Regions from separate parts of the Mus musculus genome. Here region 1 is linked to region 2. A link is a contact called in public capture Hi-C data. All regions are on one chromosome and are shown on one strand. Each heading gives the region's core, a stretch centred on a gene start, on an enhancer-like site or on the middle of the called end of the contact. The rest is flanking DNA. Distances are from core to core; before and after follow the strand shown. Region 1 has its middle 220 kb from the start of Mir21c. Region 2 has its middle 23 kb from the start of Gm32590.

Region 1 (6,340 bases), core at 863-3,362, 230 kb after region 2:
TATCAGGAAAGAGTACGAGATACCACAAGATGGAAGACGTATCACCCCGCCTCGACGTAGTTTCACTTTTCATTTGTTGTTTTGTTTTGTGTTTTGTTTTGACTCAAGGAAGCAAAAGACTGGGGAGAAAATCTGCTCAAGAGAGAAACCATTTCCACTGTAGAGAACTTCACGGTTCACAAGCAAGAGCCAGACAGGGCAGGGGACCCCTCTGTGACTCATGTGTCATATAACATCTTAGTGTGAATGTAAGCATTTTCCTATGAAAAGGATTGATTTCTGCCCCTGACATGGGACTGTAGTGATTGGGAACAATATATTGATTTTTTTTAATTAAAGCCATCTTCCCGCTCATAATGGAAGGTCCTGCCCTTTGTGAAATTTATATCCATAGTCCTTGGGTGATGTCTGCAATTACAGCTCCCAGTGGCTAACACCACATCTGGGAACAGAGAGGAGTAATAGGAAAGAAGTTACTCTCCCCCTTCTCTTGGTAACTGGCTTTTAGTGTTGGTCAAAGGTGGCTGATGAAAGGCTGGATGGATGTGGAAGTGTCTAGCCGCCCCCTACTCCCCCACCACAGGACCCAGACGGGCAAATTCCCCAGGGCTACCCTGATTCGTGTTCTCAGAATTTCCTTCATCCCTGCCTTGCACTGTGGAGCATCTGGAAGATGGCAATAGAGGCTGTGCTTTTCTGTTTAAGTCACCCTGGCTGTGGAATTCTGTTCTGGGCGCCAGGGATGATGAATACTTTATTATGTTTCTTGGGTATTAGATTTCTTCTCATCAGCAAAGAAAAATCATGTGTGCTTATCTCATGGGTTGTTGCAAAGATAGGCTAAAATAGTGTTTATTAAAATACACGAGAATTTATAAATTCTCCCAAACATAGGATGATATGAGTGGTCCCCTCAGCACAGATCCCAGTTATGTGTGGATCCCTAATGACCTCTCCCAAGTGACAGACATGCCTCCTAGCAGGGTCATATGATAGAAAAATCACCATCTCATGGATGACTGCAGTGGAGGTGTGGTAACACAGGCTGAGGGCTAAGATTGCTCCATAGACAATTATTGCAGTCAGCCCAGAAAGCACTATAGACGAGTGCTCTTACCATCTAAGATAGACAGCTGATAAAAGATTGAAGGGAAAAGGACCACTATGAAGATTCATATTCCAGGAAAGAGGAGAGAGGGTTCCTTAAAAGAGCAAAGGAGAAGGGGCTGGGAGGTGGCTCAATGATAAGTACTTAGCTACGTAAGCAGGAGGACCTGAGTTTGATCCACAGCACCCACATAAAGGACAGCCATTGTGACACATACCTGTAATCCCAGCACTGAGGAGGCAGAGACAGGTGGATCTCTTGTGCTACCTATCTACCCTACCTAATAAAAGCAATAAGTGCCAGACAGACAGGAAACCCTGTCCCAAAACACAAGGTGGAAAATGATTGAGGAAGACACCCAGAACTGACCCCTGACATGCGAATGTCCACTTGCATGTATATGTGGATGTTTGAAGAAAATTAAATTTAAAAAAATAATAAAGAAATACAAAGTAAAGAGCTACAGGCAGTAACCTTCCAAGTCTGGCCAGGTTTCTTTTTCATCTCTGGGTTTAGCATCAATGGGACAGAACCATTGGCTCATGACTTTAGATGAAGACCCCAGTGTTCCCAGGAGGGTGGCTGTGTGCTTACAAGACCTTTACCTTAGCAGAGATACCTGTGAGAATTAAATCTTTGTTAGGTATTCATTCTTTGATGGAGCTGGGCTCGTGGTTTCATTTCTTGGTTTGAGATGAGAGATGAGAGAGACGGCACAGGGTATTTGGGGAAAAGTCATGAGTGAGCTGTGCTGTGGAGAATGGAGAAGTGTGGAGAAGAGAACAAGCTCTGCCCATTCAGGAAGCTCCTGGGAGTGAACGCTGTTCCCCATGCCCTACTCAAGGATTCTCCCAGAGACAGATGAGCCACAGAGGGTGGCGGTGGTCACCCTCAAGACTGAAGTGACAGAGAGGTGATCATCTACCATCTTCATCCCTGCTCCTCCAAGTCTGTTTCCTTCTAGTGTCTAGATTCCCTTTCATCCTCACCCTGCTTCCTCCTCTCCCCATGGCTTCAAAAGCATCCACTTCTGGTTTCTTCCCCTTTTCTATTCCTGAATCTTTGAGTATCTTGCTGACCCAGGACATGTGATTTTTTTTTCCCCTGATGAAAACATCTTGCTTGATTTTACTTACTCAAGTGATTCCATTTCTGCCAGCATCGCATGAGAAGCACCCCACACCAGAAGCCAAAGGTGTCAGTGACTGTCCCAGGGCACAGGTTCACTCTACTATTTTACCCAATGGGGCCTCCCAACTTGGGAAAACTTTCCATCAAGTACACCCCATGAGTCTCCTCTCTACTCTCACAGATGACAGATCTGTCTCCTTTCTCTCTTCATTGTGAACATGCTTCTTGCGGCATTCTTCCCTCCTTTTCAAGGTCACCCCATCACACATATCCCCAAGACACTCTACCATAGCGGTTACTGTCCGCAGCTCTCTTTCCACTGCCAACACTCTCAAAATGCTGAGAATGTATCACCTGGTTTCTCAGCATAGTAAATTCAAGTCATCTGTTCACAATAGCCTGGGGACAATTTGCTGAGCAGTGAAATGTGTCCCCTGTGTGATAGATATATCAAATTTGGGCCATCCTGGAAGGAGGCATGGCTAAGAGGCAGGAAGATGACACCTGGTCAGAACCTCAGAGCAAAAACTTTTCTCTTCTCACATTATGAAGACCTGCTGAAGATGTCACAAATGAACCATGTGATCAATATATCTGCACAATTATTTTATGTGTAAACTGCAGTAAAGATAACTCTAAGCTAGGCATGATGATACACCTGTAATCCTCCTAACATTTTTGGATGTGGAGGAGGTGCACAGATCTGAAGTTCCAAATCAGTCTTTAGCAGCTTGAAGCTTGCCTGAGTTATGTGTTTGCTAGTCTACCTCAAAATGTGGTGAGAACTAATTGACTTCAAAAAGGGTGTTTTGGATGGTGTGATGGTTTGTATATGTTTGACCCAGGGAGTGGCACTATCAGGAGGTGTGGCCTTGTTGGGATAAGTGTTTCACTGTGGGCATAGGCTTAAGACCCTTACCCTAGCTGCCTGGAAGTAATTCTTCTACTAGCAAGCTTCAGGAGAAGATGTAGAACTCTCAGCTATGCCTGCACCATGCATGCCTGCCTAGATGTTGTTATGTTCCCACCTTGATGATAATGGACTGACCCTCTGAACCTGTAACCCAGCCCCAAATGTTGTCCTTTTTAAGACTTACCTTGGTCATGGTGTCTGTTCTCAGCAGTAAAACCCTAACTAAGACAGATGGTTTCTGGTTTAAACTGACAGGCAAGTCTGCTGAGACCTTAATGCTCCCTTGAATAGATCTCACACCAGATAGAGTAGAATGGACTCACAGGAAGCAGGAACTAATGACCCTAACATGTACGAAGAAGGTAATTTATGCTATCCCCTTCTTTCCATGTGCTATTGATCCATACATAAATGCCTAGCTACCCCAGGTTTGATATAATAATAATAGGCAGATGTGGAAAGACTGGCCCATGTTGTAGAATAAAAAGTAACAAATTTTACTTAGAAAATAAAGATTGAATATAACGATTGAATTTAAGTTCTTATCTGATATGTTCAAAAGAAACATGTATTTTTGCAAATAGCTAATGAAGTCCTTCTGTTTACTAAGGGCTAACTGAGAGTGGAATTTGGGGCCATGGGAGCTAAGCAAAAGGCAGATGGGTATATCAGCTGTGGAGAGATGGGGACCACTGCAGAGTGCACATACTTCTGAAGCCTGTCTTTTACTGTCTAGTCCATTCCTGTAACAACAGACAGGGCTAAGTGATCTTTTGATGTTTAATTCAAGCCTGTCGCAGCTAGGATCGTCTGCTTATCTGGAAACGGTACCTGGCAGTGGCTTAAATGAACGAGTCAAGCGACAACTTCACTCAAAGGGGTGACACCTGAGCCAGGAGACAGGAAGTAACTTGGAGTGAGAACTTTGAAGGAGAAAACCCCTTTGATTAGGTTTCCAATTACTGAGGTCACGTCTTCATGAATCCGTGATTCACTCTAACAGACCCCTGGGCATATGAACCAGAAATTGCTACTAGGAGTCAGGTTCTGATAACCTCTGATTATCGGGAAATGCTTTCTCTGTGAATAGTCAGGGGGAAAAAAAGTGAAGAGAGGCTGGGACAGGACTCATTCAGTACGATGCCTGTAGCCCAAGCACAGGGACATGAGCTAGTTCTCAGGACCTGCGTGATAAGGTGGGTGTGGTGATATGAGCTCCTGCTGGGAAAGCAGAGACAGGCAGGTCCTTGGGGCTCACTAGCCTTCATTATGAGCTCCAGGCTAGTGAGCAATTCTGTTTGAAAAGCACGAGAGATAGTTCCTGAGGAATGACAACTGAGGCTGACCTTTTACACACACACACACACACACACACACACACACACACACACACACACACACACACACCCTACACACATATGTGTATATGTGCCCCTGCACACACATCCAAAAATATGAGAACTGAAAGGCAGTGACTGACAGAGGGAGAGGGCTGTGCTAAGAGTTTGTTCCATGAAAGACAACATGAAATTTCTACCAGGCTTTTTCCTTAGTCAGAACCTTACGTTGAGAGGAGTTTTGAACAAATCATTCCGTATAGCAGTGAACACCTGCTCTGTAATTTTAGGTTTGAGAATCTCAGATTCCTCATCTTAACAGTGATGTACCTGGATGGGAAGATCATAGTTTAAACAAGCACGATTTGAAGTAGGAATTTGTTGCCATGTGGAGAATGAAGGAACTATCCTTTGGAGCTTGCTAGATCTTCTAAAACTCACAGATCCTCAGTGCTGCCATCAAGAACATCTGGACTAGTGAGACGCCGTCTGCTTAGAAAGGGAAGGAGATGGGCTGATGCTGTTCTATTGCTAACAAGACAGCCTTCCAAGTGCATGATACATAAGAAAAGGGACAGAGCTGTGGGGCCTGGGGGTCATTTCTGCACTCTAAAATTAGAGTTCTCTCCAAAGGTGATTTCTGAATGAGGGCACCTAACTCTAACATATGGTGTCAGAATTTGGCAGAGGTTTCATTTCAGCTTCTGGTGGGCAGATGTTCAAGAGAGAGCCATCTCTGTCTGCTGCTTTAACTGGAACACTGGCAGGAGTGAGGAACAACCTCCCTCACATCACCTGGCTCACCTACTGCCTATCTCTCAAGAATGTAGCTATAAGGTGCAAAAAAAAAAAAAGAAGTGAATATATATATATATATATATATATATATATATATATATATATATATATAACACATTTGTGCCATTCAAGAGGTGGCTGTCTTGCCAGAAGATTCTAAGGCTTTCAGAGCTGGGAGGACTTGAACATTGTTTTCTCACCTACTTCCTATATGGTAGTGTGAATGGCTTTCACATAGATAGATAGATAGATAGATAGATAGACAGATAGACAAATAAATAAATCTTTGTTTATTTTCTGTAAGGACCAATATTTATTCTAAAATGACATTATCTTTATAGTATTGAAGTATCTTTCTTTATCAAAATAATGGAACTAGAGGGTTGGTAATTGCCTCTTTGTAATTTGGCTATGCAAATAACAATACAGACACCTTCATTTTTCCACACTTCTGGTCTTATATAGCCTAGGCTGACCTCCAACTCATTATGTAGTAAAGGATGACTTTGAACTTGTGGTCCTCCTAGCCCTGCCTCCTGAGTGCAGGATCCAATGGATGCAACACCATACTGAGTTTATGCAGTGCTGGGGATGGAAGTCATGGCTTTGTACATGCTAGGCAAGCACTCTACCAACTGAGTGAGAACCCCAGCCTGTATTCATTCTTACATGTTATGATTTCATAGGACATTTGTGTTGATTGTTCCTCTGAAGCCAAGTACATACAGTGCTGTGGTCATCATTTATCGATGACTTTCCTTACTTTCAACGAACAGCAGTGTGGATGTATTAAATGGAAGAGTCCAGACACAGACAATTACGTTTTAGATATGTATAGACAATTACATTTATGATAGGTATGTATAGAAAAAAGCATGGTGTGTATTGGATTTAGTAGTGTGGCTTAGAGCATACTACCACAGATAAGGAGGTTTACCTGGTTTTTGTACATATAATTGGGTCTTCCAGTGATGACCCCCTTTGATACTACCAGATTTGTTCCTTCTGAGAATTAAATTTATTGAAAGAAGTGGATAGATGAGGAAAGGCAAT
Region 2 (6,274 bases), core at 2,761-5,260:
TGTGGTTCAGAGCACATAACAATTTTTCAGAGGATTGGAGTTTGGTTCCTACCACCACATTGGGCAGCTCACAAGTGTCTATTACTCTAACTCCACAAGATCCAATGTCCTCTTCTTGTCTTTGAAAGCACCCACTCATGAATGTATACACAGAGACACACATAGTCAAAAATAGATAAGTCTTTTAAAAAGAATTAAATTTTGCTGAATATCTGATACAGCAGGACAGACAGAACATCATTTGCTAGGGGTGTACTTGATTGACATTTTATAACCATCCACACAGAGAAAGCTGTTTCACATAAATATATAACACAAAAGGCAGGATGGAGTTCTGTCCTAATCCCAAACCAATTTCTTTGAAATGTTTTTTTTTTTTAATGAAATTCAAATCAGCAGTTTAAACAGCAATTCTTTTCGTTTTCAGGATCTTACTTTGTAGCCCTGGCTGGCCTGCAACTCACCATGAGACCAAGCCATCCGGGAACTCACAAAGATCTACCCACCTGTCTCCAGAGTGCTGGAATTAGAGGTATTTGCTGCCACACCTGACCTCAAGTAAAAAGTTTAAAGTCAAACCCACACAACAAAATTGAAAGAGATATTAATTCCATTCTTCCATGCTGAGGGATGGTGGTAGGAAAGAAGTAGGAGTTTTGCTTTGTAATCAAGCTATGAGGTTTCTATAAAAAGAGGAAACTTGATGTGCATATTTAAAAAAAAAAGTCACTGCAGTTCATAAGACAGAATAAGCTTGAACTTGAGCCCAGGTGTTTCAGACAGTGTGACTGCATGGTGTAGCCCCATGCACAGTTCAAAGTACATCTGTCTTGTGTTCAGACCAAGGCTACAGGAGACTTATTCAAGACAGCGTGGATGATCACTGCCCAGAGCACCTTGGGTTCATTGTGTCTTTGATTTTTTTAAAACACATTTGCAGTCAATGTACCAAATATCTCACCTTACCCATATTCAGTCACTCAGCCACCTGTGGGGTCACACCCCAGCATTTAGGAAGCTGGGCCTTAGACCACTGGGAACTATTTGTGAAGTAGCTGGAATCTTACCTCTCTTTCCTTCTACCCATTATAATTTTGCTTTTTAAATTATGCACAAATATTGATTTGATGAAAAAAGACCACATAGCACTGTACTATGCACTAGGCACTTTTTAATAACTTTACCTGAATTATTGCTCTTAATTTCCACATAATTATTGCATAAAGCAAGCTACCTTGCTTTCTGCATTGAAAGCTCTGAGGCAGCAGTCTTGGGGAAATATGGACGGCAGATGTTAAGGAGCTTGCTCAAGGTTGGCTATGGACCCACAAAGCTGATTCCAAAGGCTTTGCTCTTAATGACTCCAGTTATCGACTTTCATCGTATTTATGTATGAGTTAAGGTAGCTTGGAGCTATATGCTTTGGTACATCAATGTTGCATGAAGGCAAAGGCCTAGCAGATGCAATCAAATTGTTTAAGAAACTTAAGGCCTGAACTGATGAGAAACTAGGCACAGATAACAGAGCAGACCAGTGCAAATTACCCCAGGTTCAGCAGTCCCCTTGCCACCCCTTGACTAAAATGAGGTGGTATTGTAAATCCACGAGCCAACCTTGGAGACAAGGAATGGCTGTCAGACAGAGTGTACTAGCCATGAGCACCTTGTGATTCTGGTATCTAAACTCCTAAGTGAAGGCAGGAAAAATTTGCAACATCTTTCAGGACCATGAACACCACTTAGAAGTCACTGCATGTCTCTGAATGATTTTGAGTAAGTTAACATTAAAATGGATATACACTGTACTACTATTTCTAATTGTACATTGAGGCAGAATAGATTTACAGTGTGCTACTGATTCTAACTGTATAAGGAGGCAGACTCAAAAGTAGTGTGCAATTGTTCACTTGTTTGCATAGATGGTGCCTATTTTGCAGGTGATTTTTAATAATGCTGTTTTTTTTTCTTTCTCACCTCTGTGTAGTTTGACTTTAGGAATAAAAACACAATGAATAATATTGCCTCGATGTTGCAAGCTCCAGTTATCTCTCTAGGACCAGTTCTTATTTTGCTGCCGATTGTTTCAGGCTGAAAGTCTATACACCGTATAAACATGCCTTGCTGCAAGATGAGGAACGGTTCTATTCTCGGTCTCTGCATTTGGGGTCCTCCCTTCTGTGTTCTCCGTAAGATGGAAATTTAAGCAGCTGGCGTCACGTTGTAGAAATCAGATTATAAAACTTTATAGACTGTTGGTGCCTTTTACTCTATAAAAATCAGTTCTCATGCCAGGCTCAGATTTGGCATCAGCAAGGAGAAGGCTAAAACCCAGTACCGGGGGAGCCCTTCTGACATCTTAACCACAGGCTCATGTCAACTGAAACCTTATTAGAAGTGGCCACAAGTAGTCTGGTTTCCATACCTGCCAACATTCTCCTCCAGCCAGCCCTTAACCACTTTCATAATTCACTTAAAACTACCCGGTCCTTGTAAGTCAATGAGATTAAGCAGTGTCAGCTGCTGGCTTCCAGCAGCTTCTCAGACGCTGTATTAATATCTGTGTTCTCACCTCTTTCCCCCCGAAGGCAGGAGCTTGCATGACTGCAGCCATTAGTTCCATCCAAGATTTCAGTCGAAGGGGAGCCATGGGCAGATGATGTGGAAGACAGATGTTTCTGTAGCCATATCCATACACTTTAGGATGTATCAAACACGCGAAGGAAGAGTTATTGTTTTATCTGTGCATACATTCAGAATTTGGGCTTAGTTTGAAGGGCGAGGCGCAGAGAAGCTGCTTGCCCATGGAGAACAGAATATTTTTTTTTCTTATCTCTGTGCTTGTCCCTGTTTCTGCTTATTGCTCCATTTTTCTCTCCCTCTTATGAGAAAAATAGCTCAAACCCGAGATGTTTTCACTGCCTTGGCTTTTCTCCTTAGTATAGATGGCTGAGCTACGAGCTACCAGCTATTTTAAGTTGCTTCGGTTTTGATCAGCATTGCCTTACTTAGTTCCCCAGCATTGGTACAAATACCTGAGACAATGAACTCAAAAAGAGAAAAGGTTTATTTTGACTCAAGGTTTTATCTGGCCTAGCTCATGAACAATTGACCCTGTTGCTTTTGGGGTTGTAGTGAGAAACTCATCAAGGTGGGATTGTGCTACTGAATAGCACCCCTTATCTGATGATCAGGAAGCAAAAGAGTGAAACAGATAAGGGCTAGAGTCCCATTATTACCCTCTGCACAGCGCGCGCGCGCGCGCACACACACACACACACACACACACGGGGCTAGGGTCCCATCACCTTCTAAACAGCACACACATAACAGGGACTAGGGTCCCATTACCCTCTGCACAGCACACAGACAATAAGAGCAAGGGTCCCATTACCATCTTCACATCACACACACACACACACATACTAATCGAAGGACCTCCTTCTATGCTCTCACTCTTAGAGGTTCCACCAACTTCTAATAGCTCCTCTGGGGGCAGGGTGCATTACACAAGGAACTAAGCAGATGTTTAAGATCCAAACTATAGTAAAGATTTTGGTTTCATGTAAACCCTGTAAACCACACCATTAGGATGGTAACTCAAATCATATGTATGGATTTTTTTCTTTCATAAGGAATCCAATACTTGGGGTCCAAAGACAATTCTCTGTACTCCATAGTATCCCAGGTTGTATTAAACTATCTTTTCTCTAGCAGTAACTTCTACATAGAATCATGGCATGTGCTGGATATTTCTACCTGACAGTATTTATATTCCAATAGAAGGGTAAATGAGCTCCCAGAATCTCGCTCTTTAAATTTGAGGTTCGAATAATTTGTTTTGATAAGGCTCAGAGTGAATCATCCTGACACTCAAACGCTGATGGCTATCACAGTAGCAGTGCTTAGGGGTAGGATCTGTGGAAAACAACCAGATTGCCAGGCTCAGATGTCATTAAGGGAGCAGTCTGTTGATGAGTTCAAAGCTACACAGGGAGGTGGTGGAAACTTAGGGAAGTGGGACCTCATTGGAGGAAGGAGAAGAGTGTTTGAAGGGATTATTTACTTCTGGTGTTTCTCTACTCTTCTCATTCCCTCAGCCTCCTCCTCTTCTATTTCCTTTTCTCTTCCTCTCCCCTCCCCACCTCTATTAATCTCCCACTCCCTTCCTTTCTCTGTCTGTGTAAGGGGACCAGTCTCTACCACTACTCCCTCATCCTTCATGTTCTGCTTGACACCACACCCCAAAACTACTAGGCAACTATGGACTGGAAACTATGAAACTATGAGCTCACATAAACTTCTCTTTCCTTTAGGTTGTTGAGCTGAGGCATTGTGTCACATGATGGAAAGCTGACACAAGATCAATGTGAAAAAACAAATTTGCCACACAGATTTTTGGTTCCTCTCCTCATCTGTAGAACAGAAACCAAGCTCTGGGAAGCCTCACAGACTGTGAGATTATTTCTATAACAGTCCTGTTGGCCAAAGAGAGAGTCTGCTCATTTGTTCTGCAGCATGCTTTATTTTATCCGTGGACCTGGTAAAGATAACCATCCTAGCTATCTCTCACTATTTCTTCCCCTTAGAGTAAGCTTTCTTATTAGTGCAGATAAACTCACTTAAACAGGCTTGGGGAGAAATGTGAGCCACCATCTATCTGTTGGCCTATCACTACCACTAAGTGTTTATATTAAATCTTTCCAATGCCACCAGCTCCTGACTCCCCCTCCTAACCTTCCACTATGCAAATCTTCTTTCTTGTGGCATCCAGGACATTTGGTGTTCTGTACTGGGATATAGTGATTCTCTGATGGCCAGAGGGGAGCTCTGTCATCTGAAAATGAGGGCATAGGATGGAGGAGAGTGTGCCTTAAGGATCTGGATCCAGATCCATCTTCAGAGAGGCCTGCCAAGCCTCAACATTTGTTTTCAAGTGAGAACCACTGAACGTCTTCTTGAACAGAGCATGGGGTCATCTGGGAAGCTGGAGTGTTATGGTTGGAGGGTCCAATGCTGTACCCAGTTTTTCTAAAGCTGTTAAGACTTCTGTTGGTTCAGGGAGAAGATCAGAGTGGACCAGCTGATGATATGCAGCTGTGCAGAGGCCCCCATCTCCTCTCAGATGAGAAATGCCCATCCAAGGGAAACATCAAACCAGCCTAGCTTAACGGGTACAGTGCTTGCCTAGCATGGTAATGACCTGTGCCCCTCCTCCAGGGCCACATAAACCAGTAGGTTGTTCTGGCATGCATGTAATCCCCAAACTGAGGAGGTAGAGTCAGGTACATTGCAGGGTTGCATGACAGTTTAGCCTAATAAAAGGGGGGGGCGGGATAATGGGAAAGGTTTAGCAAACATCAGAAGAGGTGGTCCCTGGCTGTTAAGTCCCTGGGAATCTCTGAATTTCTTTTCCTAATCCTTAGTTCCCACAGCCCTGATGGACCCTATACCTCTCTACCATGCTGTCCCATTTCCCAACAGTGGGGTGTGGTGTAACTCTTCAACACTGCAGCTAAGACCCTTCCTGGTAGAGTTGGTACTTTCTACTCCCAGCTCCTCAGTTCACCATCCTGGTACCTGTCCCCACACTGTTCCTAGCTAGAGTCACCCAGCTGAGTGCAGATTTTCAGTATACTCTTTCTTTCTTCTTTCTTTCTCTCTCTCTCTCTCTCTCTCTCTCTCTCTCTCTCTCTCTCTCTCTCTCTCTCTCTCTCTCTCTCTCTCCTTTCTCTTTCTTTCCTTTTTTCTTTATTTTTGAGACAGGGTTTCTCTGTATAGCCCTGGCTGTCCTGGAACTCACTTTGTAGACCAGGCTGGCCTTGAACTCAGAAATCTGCCTGCCTCTGCCTCCCAAGTGCTGGGATTAAAGGCATGTGCCACCATGCCCGGCTCCAGTATACTCTTTCTTAAGCTTCTGTTCATTGAGAAGCTTGAGAAAACAGTTTTCTTATATAGACTGTGATTCAACGATGCAACAAGCAGTCCCCGAGTGAGCAAGGTCCACAGATCTGCTGGAAAGTCCACAGAGAGGCTTTGCTTAGATGCTCTGTGCTAATATTGCTTCCCAGAAATTTTTCCTGGCTTGACCTCTGCTCCAGTCTCACGCAGCTCAGTGCTCCCTGAATGGAAGCAAACTCTGAGGGCGTTTTCTGTCTTCTCCACTCTCATTCTTGCTAACGCACAAGCAGATCTCTTCTCAGTTCATTTTTTTATTTGTTTGTTTTTAGAGAGACGGGTTTTTAAAACAAATGAAATGCAATAAAAATAACCAAAG

What was found. Capture Hi-C pulls out chosen DNA fragments and counts their contacts.
Region 1: a contact with region 2 is called in a capture Hi-C map of bone marrow-derived macrophages, with 3 times the contacts expected there. The contact joins two enhancer-like sites. A contact is called at or near these places in 1 of 484 Hi-C or Micro-C datasets (bone marrow-derived macrophages), 1 of 115 datasets of contacts at active chromatin or transcription factors (bone marrow-derived dendritic cells) and 1 of 9 other capture datasets (bone marrow-derived macrophages).

The regions. Positions count from the first base shown.
Region 1 is chr8:128,057,944-128,064,283 of GRCm38.p6, forward strand. No RefSeq gene overlaps it. Among named protein-coding and RNA genes, the nearest start is that of Mir21c, 220 kb to the right of the region's middle. Within about 2 kb of position 2,113, at least 8 of the 459 cell types and tissues checked have an H3K27ac peak or open chromatin away from gene starts, as enhancers often do. A contact at or near this core is called in bone marrow-derived macrophages, where this site is marked.
Region 2 is chr8:127,825,526-127,831,799 of GRCm38.p6, forward strand. No RefSeq gene overlaps it. Among named protein-coding and RNA genes, the nearest start is that of Gm32590, 23 kb to the left of the region's middle. Within about 2 kb of position 4,011, at least 19 of the 459 cell types and tissues checked have an H3K27ac peak or open chromatin away from gene starts, as enhancers often do. A contact at or near this core is called in bone marrow-derived macrophages, where this site is marked.